Linked DNA regions of Mus musculus: regions 1 and 3 are each linked to region 2. A link is a contact called in public ChIA-PET and HiChIP or PLAC-seq data. All regions are on one chromosome and are shown on one strand. The core of a region is the stretch at or near the end of the contact, and the rest is flanking DNA. Distances in the headings are between cores, read along the strand shown. Region 1 overlaps Pakap (paralemmin A kinase anchor protein). Region 2 holds the start of D630039A03Rik (RIKEN cDNA D630039A03 gene). Region 3 overlaps Pakap (paralemmin A kinase anchor protein).

Region 1 (3,903 bases), core at 702-3,201, 100 kb after region 2:
GAGGCCAGCCCAGTCTATAGAGTTCCAGGACAGTCAGTGCTAAATGGAGAAATCAACAACAACCTAAAAGAAAATAAAACAGAAAAGAATAACAGAATAGAAAAATAGAATAGAAAGAAGAAAAGAAAAAGAAGAAAAGGCAGGGTTCAGGATTTGGATACACAGCCCAACTGTCCTTGATCTTCCCTCACATGTGCTAGGAAGGCCACAACTGAGCTCAGTACCTGGGTGCAATGACCTCTGCACTCTTTATATATACAGCATTGGAAAACATGAACAGTCCTATCTTCTGTACTCTTCTGAAGGAAATACCATGTGAAGACAGACAGTACATCTCTTCTGAATTGCATGATTTGTGATACACCAGTAGCCAGACATTAGCTATTGTAAAGGCATTTACATTATAGAAATTTATCCCACCATGGTCCTCCAGCTCTTGTGGGAAGTCACTATTTCCCGGGAGGGGCAGACTCAGCAACATTAGGCTGGGACATTGGTTCTGAGACTCTTAACAAGAGGTTTGTGCAGTCCCTATGAGAGCCCCAAAGGGGACTCTTCTCCCAGTAGGGGGAGGTCATCGAAGGCTTCCTCCAGGGAGGCTGAACAAACTGTACAGTGAGGGAAGGACAGGGGTTCCTATGCAGGAAAGATTTACTGGAGCAGTGGTGGTAAGGGACATGGTGGGGTATGATAGGCTTCTATGAGACACAAGAAGAGTAATAGGAAGACACTGGGGCTGAGAAGATGCATTTGCCGACAGCTGAAAGGTCAGAGCAATGGGTGAAGTGTGTGTGTATGTGTGTGTGGTATATGGTGTGTGTGTGTGTGTGTGTGTGTGTGTGTGTGTGTGTGTGTTATATAAAATCCTAGAATCCACAGCCCTTGAATGCCAAGGATTTGGGGTTTGGTTCTCAGATACTAACACCCGAGACAAATAAATATACAATGTAGGACAGGGGTGGAAAATGCTGCCTGTGTCCAGATGCCAAACGGTGTCAATGAGGTTCAGACTGATGTGCCTGCCAAAGGCTGCAGGAAGGCTGCAGGCTGATGCAGTCATAGCATGTAAACCAACGCTATGTGCTAATGACTGTATGTACGAACCAGAACAAGGAATGCCGTGTTGGTTCTCTATAGCTTTGCAAGGCGCTGTTTATGTGCATCTGGTCAACCACACTTCGGATGCTCAGCAAGAAAACAGTGCTTGCTCCGTGCTGGACACTCACAGACAGCTCTTTCATAATGAAGAGTAAGTCTTACACAACTCTAACCCTTTGTCATTTTCTCTTACGGCATTTATTACTTCCTAAATCATCATCATCATCATCATCATCATTATTATTATTATTATTATTATTATTATTAGCTCATACTAGTATTATTAGTATAGTCTTGCTATCCTGACTGTACTAGTAGAGCAGAGTCACAGAGATCTGCCTCCCTCTGTCTTCCAAGTTCTGGGATTAAAGAAGTGTACCACCTCACCCGGCTTATTTTTAATATTTTTAACTGTGTGTTTGCACGTGTGTGTGTCTGTGTGTGGGTGTGTGCATGAGTGCAGGTACCTGCAGAAACCATACAAGGGCGTCAGGTCCCCTGCAGCTACGGTTATAGGCACTTGTAAGCTATCTGACATAGGTGCTGGGAATCGAACCCAGGCCCTCTGGAATTGTGGCAAGTGCTCTTAAGCACTGAACCATGTCTCAACCTCCTACTCCTCTCTAAATATAATGTTTGGATAATATTACTTTTTCATTTTATCAGTTTAGACACTATTGACTGGCTTTCCCCTTTGGCCTCTCATGTATATTTGCTTAAGAGCTTGTGATTCATTATTCTTACATGTTTCTATGGTCACAAGCGTGCATTTTGTTCTGCTTACCTAAGCAGTACTGTATACAGCAGTACAGTTTTTAGTGTCATATTTCCTGGTTTGTTTGTTTCTTTCAACACCCATAGTCCTCCCTTGTTGAGTTTTCCGGTTATTTATTAACCATTTCAGAACTCCAGAGCCATGCAACCTTTCAGAAGGATTTTTTTTTTCCAAGACAAGGTTTCTTTGTGTGTAGCCTTGGCTATTCTGGAACGCAATCTATAGACCAGGCTGGCCTCAAATTCAATGGTCCACCTGCCTCTGTCCCCTCTGTGCTGGGATTGAAGGTGTACAGCGCCAGACTTTTTGGATGGTTAGTGCATCAGAAAATGTATCTTGTCTTCTTTGTTCCAGAGGACCTCGTCACGTCACCGGATCGTTCCCTGAGGAGGACCCCCGATTTTCTGCACATCTGCCTGCTGCTTTCTTCCTTCACATGTTCACCTTGCTGGAGCACATCCTCCAGGTCCTCGCTCTACAGTTCTCACGATCTCTGTCATTCTAATGGCTGCCTTTGTTAAGTTATATAGGCACAGACTTAGTAAGCCTCCGGTCCCTCAAGTCCATCCCTCCTTCTACAATTCTTCCCGGCGCCAATCTTTCAGGTTGTTTTTGGTAATGATTTTATACTTTTTGCAGTTACTCAGTTGATGACATTAATTATTGACTTTATTGAGGAATCAGTAATTTTTTCCTATGTATGCCTTCACTGCATGAGAGCAACCTTCCCAACATAACGACAAGGAAACTTAACAAAGAGCAAACTCTTCAGGGAGACCACAGTACCTCCCACTGAGTGACATAGTAAATTGTAATACATTTTCTTTCCTGATGGTCCTCCTGTTTTCTCCTGAATGAGTAACAGTTATTTCCTCAGCTTCAGTTTTGCTCTCCAGTGTTGAGAGATCACAACCAGGGCTCCCTCACGTCCCAATTCCAAGTGCTCCACCTTTGAGCCGTATGTACCCCTAACCTTTCAGTAGTACTTTATATAGCTCTTTATTTTATTTTAGTTTATTTTATTCTAACATCTGTTGCTGTGTAAGTAACCTAACAGATACTGACATAAGGGAGGAAAGAGTTTCCTTGGCTTACAATCCAGGTTATAGTCCATCCTTGCAGGGAAATCAAGGCAGGGACTCAAGCAGCCAGTCACAATATGTCCACAGTGAGAAACGGAGAGACAGGGCCAGGGCCTTGCTTCTCTGATTGATACTTGGCTAGCTTTCTCTTAAATTAGACAGTGCAGGACCCTGGCTATAAAAATGGTGCCACCCACATTCAGGGTCTTCCTATATCAATTACCAGCCAAGACACACTCCAATAGACTGTCCCATAGGCCTACCTAATCTAGATAATTCCTCATTAAGATTTCCTTCCCAAATCGAGGTTTGGTGGTGCACACCTTCAATCACCACTCAAGAGGCAGATCTCTGAGTTCAAGGCCAGGGTGATCCACAAAGCAAGTTCTAGGACAGTCGGAGCTATTACACACAAAAACCCTGCTTGGGAGGATATGGGGGGGAGGAGGGGTTTGGAGAGAGGGGAGGACCAACTTCCCAGCCAGGGAGAAAAGTAGATAGTGAATACAAGGGCAGAATGGTCTGCATAGCAAGTTCCAGGCCAGCCAGGGCTACGTACTGAGAAGACCCTTCATGGATGATAGGTTGTATCATGACTAACAGTCACAGTCAAGCAGCACACTAACTTAACCTCCAAATTTCTTCTCCTGGCAGCGAGCTGTCTTGGGTACTTGGCCAATCCACCGGATGAACAAAACCACCTCACAAACCTGTAGCACTGTTAGGAAGTACAGCTGTTGCTCTGGGGTTCCCCACCATCAGCATCTAGACATTTCCGGTCTCTTTCATGGCTGGGTCTCCTACTTCCTGTATCACTAGCTATTTTTCTTCCTAGTTTGCTTCCTCTCCAGCTATAGTCATTTCCTGAATACTTTCCCAATTCTGCCTTCACCTTCATCAAGAGTCTGACTGGATAGAAAATTGTAGCTTTAAAATAAAATGTTAGAA
Region 2 (3,915 bases), core at 251-2,750:
TATAAGGCCAACACTGGGAACATACCCACCTGTAGGTCCTTGGAGCACATTGGCCAGACAGCCTCACCAAACTGGTGCATTTCAAGATCAGCAGAAGACCACCTCAGAATCATGATGCCCACACCTGTGCCATCAACCTTTGACTTCCATGCACACATGCATACACACACATGGGCATGTGTATCCGTACAAATGTGTACATATAACTCCTGAAAGGAAGGGAGGGAGCGAGGGAGGAAGGCAGAGATCAATCTAGGATCACTTCTTGATTCTATATATTCCTAACAATAAAATCTTCCCAATAACAAATTATCTTTTTCAAAACGAATGGCATTTTCAAGTGAGATTTCCCCACAAAGCACCCTGCACCATCTGGCTCCCTCCTGCTGCCAGAAAGATCAAAGACACCCCAACTATAACATCTAAAACTAGTCCCCTGTTGCTCCTCCCCGGTCATCTCTCCCTTCCTTCCTGTTTCCCTGAATGGTACTGTCATGGTCTACCCAACAAAAGCTAAATCTTACCAGCTCAGTTCCAGTTCTCTTGCTGCCATCTTAAATCTGGAGCCTGCAATGTGCCCTACTAGGAAGTAGGTTTATTGCCAATTTAATTAGTTAAATTAAGATGAGGTTATCAGGCTAAGCACTAATCCAGTGACTGGTGTCCTTATAAAAGGGGAAAATTTCAACATGAGAACATTACAACGAGACAAAGGTGAAGTGATTCCTTCATAAAAATGAAGGCCACCAGGCTGCAAAAGCAAGCCAGCAGGAGCTAGTCAAGGTTTATAGAACACTCTCCCACAGGATCGGACTCTGATCACACGTGATCTTGGATTTATAGTCTCTGAAACAAATAGAACAATGTCTGATGTTTAAACCACCCAGTTTGTGAGACTTTGTGATGGCAGCCCCAGTGAACTACCTTGACTACTCTTTGAAGATTTACCCTCCTCCATCCCCTACCCATTGCTCTGCAAGAGTGGCCAGTGGTAAGGATTGCCTTAGGAGAAAGAATCGCACTTACTTGAGTAAGCAGAGCAGAGCAGGGATAGATCACGGCTAGTGTAAGAAGAGGCAGTGTCTGCCATTCGCAGAAATGATAGGGCTGGCAAAAAGGGGGTGAGGGTGCACGTAGCTGTGGGCAAAATAAACACCCACTTGTTACTTAGTTGGAAAAAGCCAAGACCACAAAGGCTGCTCAAATGTCAAAGAGGTGGGGTTGGCGGGAAGCCAGGGCTACCCTGGACTCTGTCTCTATGGCAGACTTTATGCCGGAGTTTTTATCTGAGAGGTGTGCTGGGGGCTGCCTTCAAACCTTAGGGTGACCTTGTACACATCGGAGCCCCAGCTTTTGAAGTTGCAGAAGCTGTTTCTTTTTTTTTGTGGTGGTTGCTCATTAAGCCAGCAGGTTTTGATGACCTGCTAAGTCAAGTTCAAAATCTGTGAACTGAGCAGGCACCTGGCACTCCTCAGACCAGCTCGGCTCTGCCAGGAAACTGGAATCTCACGGTGGCCCTCGGAACGGCTTTCTAAGCTTGACCATCACTCAAGGAAGCCGTCTGGAATAAAAGCTCCCTGGACTGAGAAAGAGCGCAGCAGCTGAGCTGGATCCCTCGCTCGCTCAACTCCTACCTGTGGCTCTTCAACCCTCCCCACCTTCTCCTCCTGCCCACCCCACTCTCTGCTCTTAACCGCTCCTCACTCCATTCTCTCCTTGTCTTTCCGCTGCCCCCTTTTCAGCCCCTCTCCGAATCCTCCTCTTTAGTTAAGAACTAACTGTTCCCCACTCTTCCTCTCCCCACCTCCCCGATCTTGTCCCTTCCGTTTCTCCTTCTCTCTCCCCCCGTATCTTGCCAGCTTCTCTCCTTGCTCCCTGTTCTTCTTCTCTTTCTTTCACGCTACCGTCTACACTTCTTTTCTCCTCCCCTCCCCCTGCCTCAGCCCTCAGTGTTTGCTCTTCTCCCGGATGCGGATGAAAGGGTTGGCCTGCCCGTGCCCTGCTCTACCCAAGTTCTTGGAACTGGGGACCTGCTTAATGGCTGAGGGTTCCAGGACTCAGGCGCCAGGTCAAGGGCCTCCTGTAAACATCCAGTTTCTTCGTGCCCAGTATGAAGGTCTGAGGAAACAGCAGAGGACCCAGGCCCACCTAATGGTGTTCCCTAAAGGTAGGGCTGGGCGTGTGTTGCAGAGGGGGGAACTTCTGTGGGTGGAACCGGGGGGACTGAAAGTCCACGGAGAGGAAGAAAAAAGCTGTTTGCTGACCCAGTCAGCACCGAGCCACGGAAGCTTGATCAGGGTGGCTGTGCCCAGCCTGTTTCTTAGCCAAAGGAACAGAGGCCTCTCTGCCAAGCATTTGGCCAACGGCCACTGTTCCTGGTCTCCGTGTCTATTTTCCCCTAATTCTGATCTGGCTTGACTGGTTGGTCAGGTGAGCAGTCTTGGCACCCTCCTACTAGGCTAAGTAGGATGATGGAGAGTCAGCCTCCTGACTGGATCCACAGGCAAAACAGAGAGAATGGCTTTGCAGAAGAAAGATGGGGAGTCCCAATTTTAGAGCAACTGGCTGAGTCAGGATTCAGGGCTCAAGCAGGCAAAGAGTTCTACATTCTACAGTGATAGGTATCACACCTTAGCACAGAGCGGTTCTGCACAGGCTTGGGACAAAGCCTGAGTTTACCTTCCCCCATGCCCCCTCCAGACTAAACCAAACCAAAGCCGGTGGAAAGATAAAAGATGGGGGGCTGTGGTTAAGATCACAGCGTTGCTCTTGCAGAGAGGATCTGGGGTCCATTCCAGCACCTACATGGTGGCTTGCAACCCTCTCGCTCCAGTTCCAATCCTTTTCTGAACTCCACAGGCACCAGGCATGCATGTGGTGCACATATGTACATGCAGGCAAAAACATTTCTACGTGCAAAAATAAAATTAATCTTGAAAGCCTCTTTTAAAAGGAAGGGGAAACAAGTGTAAAACTTGTCTGTGCTCCTGAATATTCTCATTTGCTTGAAGGAGGACCCTATGCTAAAGGATTTGCAGTCTAGGGCTTTAGCAGAAGGTTTCACTATTTGGCTAGGGGCCACGGACCCCTCCCTCCCTTCCTCCCACCTTCCCTCCTTCTCTTCCCGTGTGTGTGTGTGTGTGTGTGTGTGTGTGTGTGTGTGTGTGTGTGTGTGTGTGTGTGCTTCTCTTTCTCTTTGTCCTGTATGACCATAGACTGGAACTGGAACTGAAAGTTAAAAGGTCCTACTCTGAAGACCTGCCTGGCCTTATGACAACCCCTCCCCTGACTCCCAGCCTCCAGAGCCCTCTCCTGGTAGACTGGAGAGCGAGCGGATGCCTATGTTTTCCTCCCCCTCTTTCCTTGTTCTCTAACTCCTGCAGAGTATCTAATTCAGTAGACTGGTGTGCTTGCCATGCTAAAGGCGGAAGTGAAGTCATCACCAGAGCAGATCATCCCTCATCCCTGGGGCCATGTGGAAGGAAGGCTGCACCTGTGTGCAGAACTGGCTGCATCTGCTCTTCTAGTTCCTCTGATTCTTTTGGATGTATCAAGCTGGGACTCAGAGGGCCTTCCTGATGATGTCATTCCTCCAGTACCATCCCCCCCCCCAACTCTACTTTGTTAGCAATGAGGGCACTAACAAGTGCCAGGTCAGGACTTCCAGCTCAGGATGGATCTGATTTCTGTAGGCAAACAATTCCCTATGCTCTAAAAGTTCACAGTGAACTAGCACATTCCACAAAGTGAAAAAAAAAAAATCCTTGAGAAGGAAGAGGCATCTGTCTGCAGCCGCAGCTTAGAAGCCCTGTTCAGAGAAGAAAGAGACACTGAAAGCATCTCAGTAAAGTGACCGTGGACTCTCTTCTCTGTCTTGGGTGGTTAAATCATTATTGGAAGCCTAGACACAACCCC
Region 3 (3,923 bases), core at 597-3,096, 82 kb after region 2:
CCTCGACCTCTTGAGCAGCAGGGACTGCAGGATTGCTCCACCCAGTCCAGTTAGGTTCCGAGAATTTCCTTGTGTAAAGGCCCCAGCTGAATGAACAGCGAAGCTGGAGGCAAGGCAGCCTTCAGCCACTAACTCTTTTTCACATGTAAAAGTAGAAGCTGGGACAACCTGAACTTGAGGCTCATCTAACAAGCAGGACTGGCCCCTGGATCCTTTTTCTCCTTCTTCACCTTCTGCCAGCCCCGCATAGTTCTAGGTTCCCTGTGAATGGATTCAAACAACCATGGCTGGAAAATAGAACTCTGTGATGGTACCAAACTGGTACAGACTCTTCCCACATGTTATTCTCTAAAACAGCACATTACACCAATCTGTACACAGCATTTACACCGTGTTGGGTATTAGAAGGAATCTAGAAGAGATTGAACATGGTAGGCAAATCCCATGTCATTTTTACATATGGAGCTTGATTTTGGTATGGGTGTAGGTGTGGGAGTCCAGAAGTCAGTGCTCAAGGGGCGTAGAACAAAAATGTTTCCTATATATTAATTCTAGGAAATAGAACCTCGAATTTGTGTGTGTGTGTGTACACGTGCGTGCAAGCGTGCATGCACACTTTCTGGGTATTGGCATTATAGAAAACAAATGGTACAGATAAGAATAATGGAGCAGTTATTAACCTAATCCACACTGTGTAGGCATTTTTGCTACACAGACTTCTAGAGTTTGACTTCTGCTGTCTTTCTACTCTTCCAGCAGTGAGACATGCTAATCCCATTTCACAGATGAAGACACTGAAGCTCAGAATAGAAGTAATTTGCCCAAAGACACATAGCAAGTTCTGGCAGAGCAGGACAGAACTAAGCCCTGTTTCTTTTCTCGATGCTATGGAGACATGCACCTTAGCACACCAGTGTCTTCTGCCCCACAACACACAGTATGCTAAGGCTTGATAAAGAATGAACTGGAGAGGGTAGGAGAAATGATTTGGGGGGTGGGGGTGGAGGAGTGGGGTGAGAGGACCTGGGTTCAGTTCCCAGAACCCACAAGGAGGCTCATAACTATCTGTCCTGGGGATCCAATGCTGTGGACACCAGGCACGCATGTTCATATACACAAGCAAAATACTCACAAAAATAAATCCTAAGAAAAAAATGGTTTAATCCTAACACTAGGGGGGCAGAGAAGAGCAGATTTCTATGAGTTTCGGGCCAGCCTGGTTTCCATAGGGAGTCCTAGGCCTGTCTCAAAACCTGTGAAACCTTGTCTCAAAACAAAAACAACAAATAAAGAATAAACTAGAGGGTAGACAAGATGGCTCAGCTGGTAAATGTACTTATAGTCAAACTTGATGACCTCCGTCCCAACTCTAAGAAACCCAAGGTAGGAAGAGAACTGCTCTTTCATGCTGTGGCACATACACACCCACACAAACTAACCAATGGGATCTAGAAAAACAAGCAATGTGTAGGAGACCCTTCACAGAACCTTAGCTAGGAGAAAAGGCTGGGCTTGGCCACCACCCCTCAGGATGCCTGGCATTCTCCGTCTCCCTTAACTCGCTAGGTGAGTGAGTTTTCTCCAGCTGAGTGGCTGGAATTCTCCAGATAGACTAGGAGCCCCTCCCAAGAATGTCTGTTTGTCTTGTACACAGGTTCCAGTACAATAGCTAAGAACTTGGAACAGCCAGGCCATTCCGGAAGTGGACCTCTCCCCAGACAGGCAGGACAGAGAAGGTGGGGGGTTGGGGGATCTAAGAACAGGAAATTGCAGTGACAGGGGTAGTGGGGGCTTGACGTCTTGGGAGCACATCCTACAAACAGTTCAAGCTGGGAGGTGCTGGGTGGGTGTAGGGACCAAAAGGGTGACCTCAGCCAAAGTGTTGCTTTGATGTACAGACATCCTGCCCTACACTGGCTCAACTTGAGAGGTTTTTACGTCTCTCTCTCTCTCTCTCTCTCTCTCTCTCTCTCTCTCTCTCTCTCTCTCTCTCTGTGTGTGTGTGTGTGTGTGTGTGTGTTGTGCGCGCGTGCGCACTCTCATCCTATGGATCAAACCTAGAGCTTGAGCTACAGCCATAGCCCATTTTAAACTTAATTTTTTATTTGAAGACAGTATCTTGCTAAGTAACCAAGACTATATAAAATAGGTAGGTCTTGAACTCATCTCCTTGTAAACTCCCTCCCATACAACTGAGATTACAGGCCTGGACCCCTAGGCCTAGATGAACATCTTCCTTTTCAAAGATGTGAAAATGACGGGCATTCAGCAAAAATGTCGACTTTGCATTCTGAATTCTCCACCCCAAACTCCAAGGTACTCTGCCATAACGGCTGCTTCCCTGGGCTTCTGTGACTTCAGTGTTTCTTCTATTTGCCTGTGAGTGAGAGCGTGCAGACTCTGACACCACAATCCTCTCTTCACCCATACATGGACACTTACGTTGGTTGACTCCGGTTTTGCTATTATGGATAATGTTGCTATGACTACAGACATATCTTCAACAGACTCCTTCATATTAGCTGCATATCCAGAGATGGAATTTCTAGATCATATGTGTTTTCTTTTTCTCTTTGAGCCTAGACTTAAATCAAACCAAAATAAAACAATACTCCCTCCCTCAACGAAATTATGGAGCAGACACCCTTTTCGAACCTTACCTCCTTTCCAGAGACATCTCTCTGGCCCCGCCCATTGCTGTGTGTGGCTCCACCCATGTGAGCCCCTTAGTTCTGTTTCTGCAAAGTCATTTAGGCTCTGCAAACAGAGGTTGGGGCAAACCCGCTCCCCTATGATGCAGCCTGGTGACATAGCATCTGGTTCATCAAAGGCTGCAGGTCTTTCTGGAGAGCCTTCCAGGTTAGAGCAGATGGTCCCTGAGGATAGTTTGCTTTTGCAAATGTCATCAATCACAGTCAGGGGCTGTCATTGTCACCATCACCCAGGTCTCCTCTAGGGCTAAAGAGGCCTCTTCCTTTGTTTTCTCTCAGATTTGAAATCCCCCCACCCTGACCATAACCTTTAACCTCTGGAGGTTTCTGAAGTTTCAGTAACACTTGGCAATCTTTCAAATTACAAGTCAACGACTGCAATTACTAAATTGTATTTTAAAGGACTGCTTTATTGAGCCGGGTGACTTAAGTGTATAGTGTTAGGGGAAACTCTGTTAGGCTTTTGTCCTAGCCTTACACACTTTGTCTGTCAGTGGTTGTTGGCGGGGTAGGGGAGGTTGTAATTCTTATATACTTTTAAAAACCTGTGGTGCGGGGCTGGAGAGATGGCTCAGATGGTTAAGCAAACTGGCTGCTTTCCAGAGTTCCATTCCCAGCACCCACCCGGCAGCTCACAATTGTCTGTAACTCCAGTTTAGGGGGTTTGACACCCTCACATGTAGGCAAAGCACTAACCCACATAAGACAAAAAAAATTATTTAAGAATAACTAAAAAAAATCCGTGGAGCAGTATAGAGCATACTACTTCCTGTTTCAAGCATTTAAAATGAACAAGCCGGTGGTGTCAGACACGCTCACAGCATTGTGTGGTAACACATGTTCACCTCTCAAAACCAAACCTCTGCACTCAGGAAGCAAGGTGGGTCACAACTCCTGAAGCCACTATGCAGTTAATTGGGGCACAGAATCTGGGCGGCTGGATTTATCCTGCCACAAACATACGTGCAACAACCGACAGCAAAATGATTTGCGAGCACTTTGGCTCAGCAAGCCACTTCTACACTTGCCATTATTTTAAGGCACCTGAAACCAGAAAACAAACCAGAACAAAATACATTTTATTTATTTAACTTGCAGGTCTTAATTAAAAACACACATTCGCCGCCTCATTTGCATCGTGTTTAACTAAGAAATAGTATTACTGCAAAACACCATCACAAAATAGATAGTTCTCTTTAAAAAAAGATTATC

Evidence for each region. ChIA-PET counts read pairs in DNA pulled down with a chosen protein or histone mark. HiChIP or PLAC-seq counts read pairs in DNA pulled down with a chosen protein or histone mark.
Region 1: an HNF4G HiChIP or PLAC-seq map of pancreatic cancer cells shows a contact between it and region 2. The contact joins the enhancer-like site here to the promoter of D630039A03Rik in region 2. A contact is called at or near these places in 4 of 115 datasets of contacts at active chromatin or transcription factors (embryonic stem cells, large pre-B cells, memory CD8 T cells and 1 more) and 2 of 9 other capture datasets (adipose tissue and liver).
Region 3: a contact with region 2 is called in an RNA polymerase II ChIA-PET map of memory CD8 T cells, with 41 read pairs. The contact joins the enhancer-like site here to the promoter of D630039A03Rik in region 2. A contact is called at or near these places in 3 of 484 Hi-C or Micro-C datasets (CD8 T cells, embryonic stem cells and muscle stem cells), 4 of 115 datasets of contacts at active chromatin or transcription factors (CD8 T cells, cardiomyocytes, embryonic stem cells and 1 more) and 2 of 9 other capture datasets (adipose tissue and liver).

Annotation. Positions count from the first base shown.
Region 1 is chr4:57,813,534-57,817,436 of GRCm38.p6, reverse strand. All of the region lies in intron 7 of Pakap (paralemmin A kinase anchor protein), which reads right to left. Among named protein-coding and RNA genes, the nearest start is that of Gm35099, 60 kb to the right of the region's middle. Within about 2 kb of position 1,951, at least 15 of the 459 cell types and tissues checked have an H3K27ac peak or open chromatin away from gene starts, as enhancers often do. A contact at or near this core is called in pancreatic cancer cells, where this site is marked.
Region 2 is chr4:57,913,849-57,917,763 of GRCm38.p6, reverse strand. D630039A03Rik (RIKEN cDNA D630039A03 gene) reads left to right here and starts at 1,500. Exons shown (of 2, transcript NM_178727.2): 1 at 1,500-2,167. The coding sequence starts at 1,969. It overlaps Gm42293 (a long non-coding RNA gene), which reads right to left and starts at 1,256. Exons shown (of 5, transcript XR_881308.3): 1 at 1,027-1,256; 2 at 30-209.
Region 3 is chr4:57,832,139-57,836,061 of GRCm38.p6, reverse strand. The region is part of intron 7 of Pakap (paralemmin A kinase anchor protein); the gene reads right to left. Among named protein-coding and RNA genes, the nearest start is that of Gm26138, 43 kb to the left of the region's middle. Within about 2 kb of position 1,846, at least 53 of the 459 cell types and tissues checked have an H3K27ac peak or open chromatin away from gene starts, as enhancers often do. A contact at or near this core is called in CD8 T cells, embryonic stem cells and memory CD8 T cells, where this site is marked.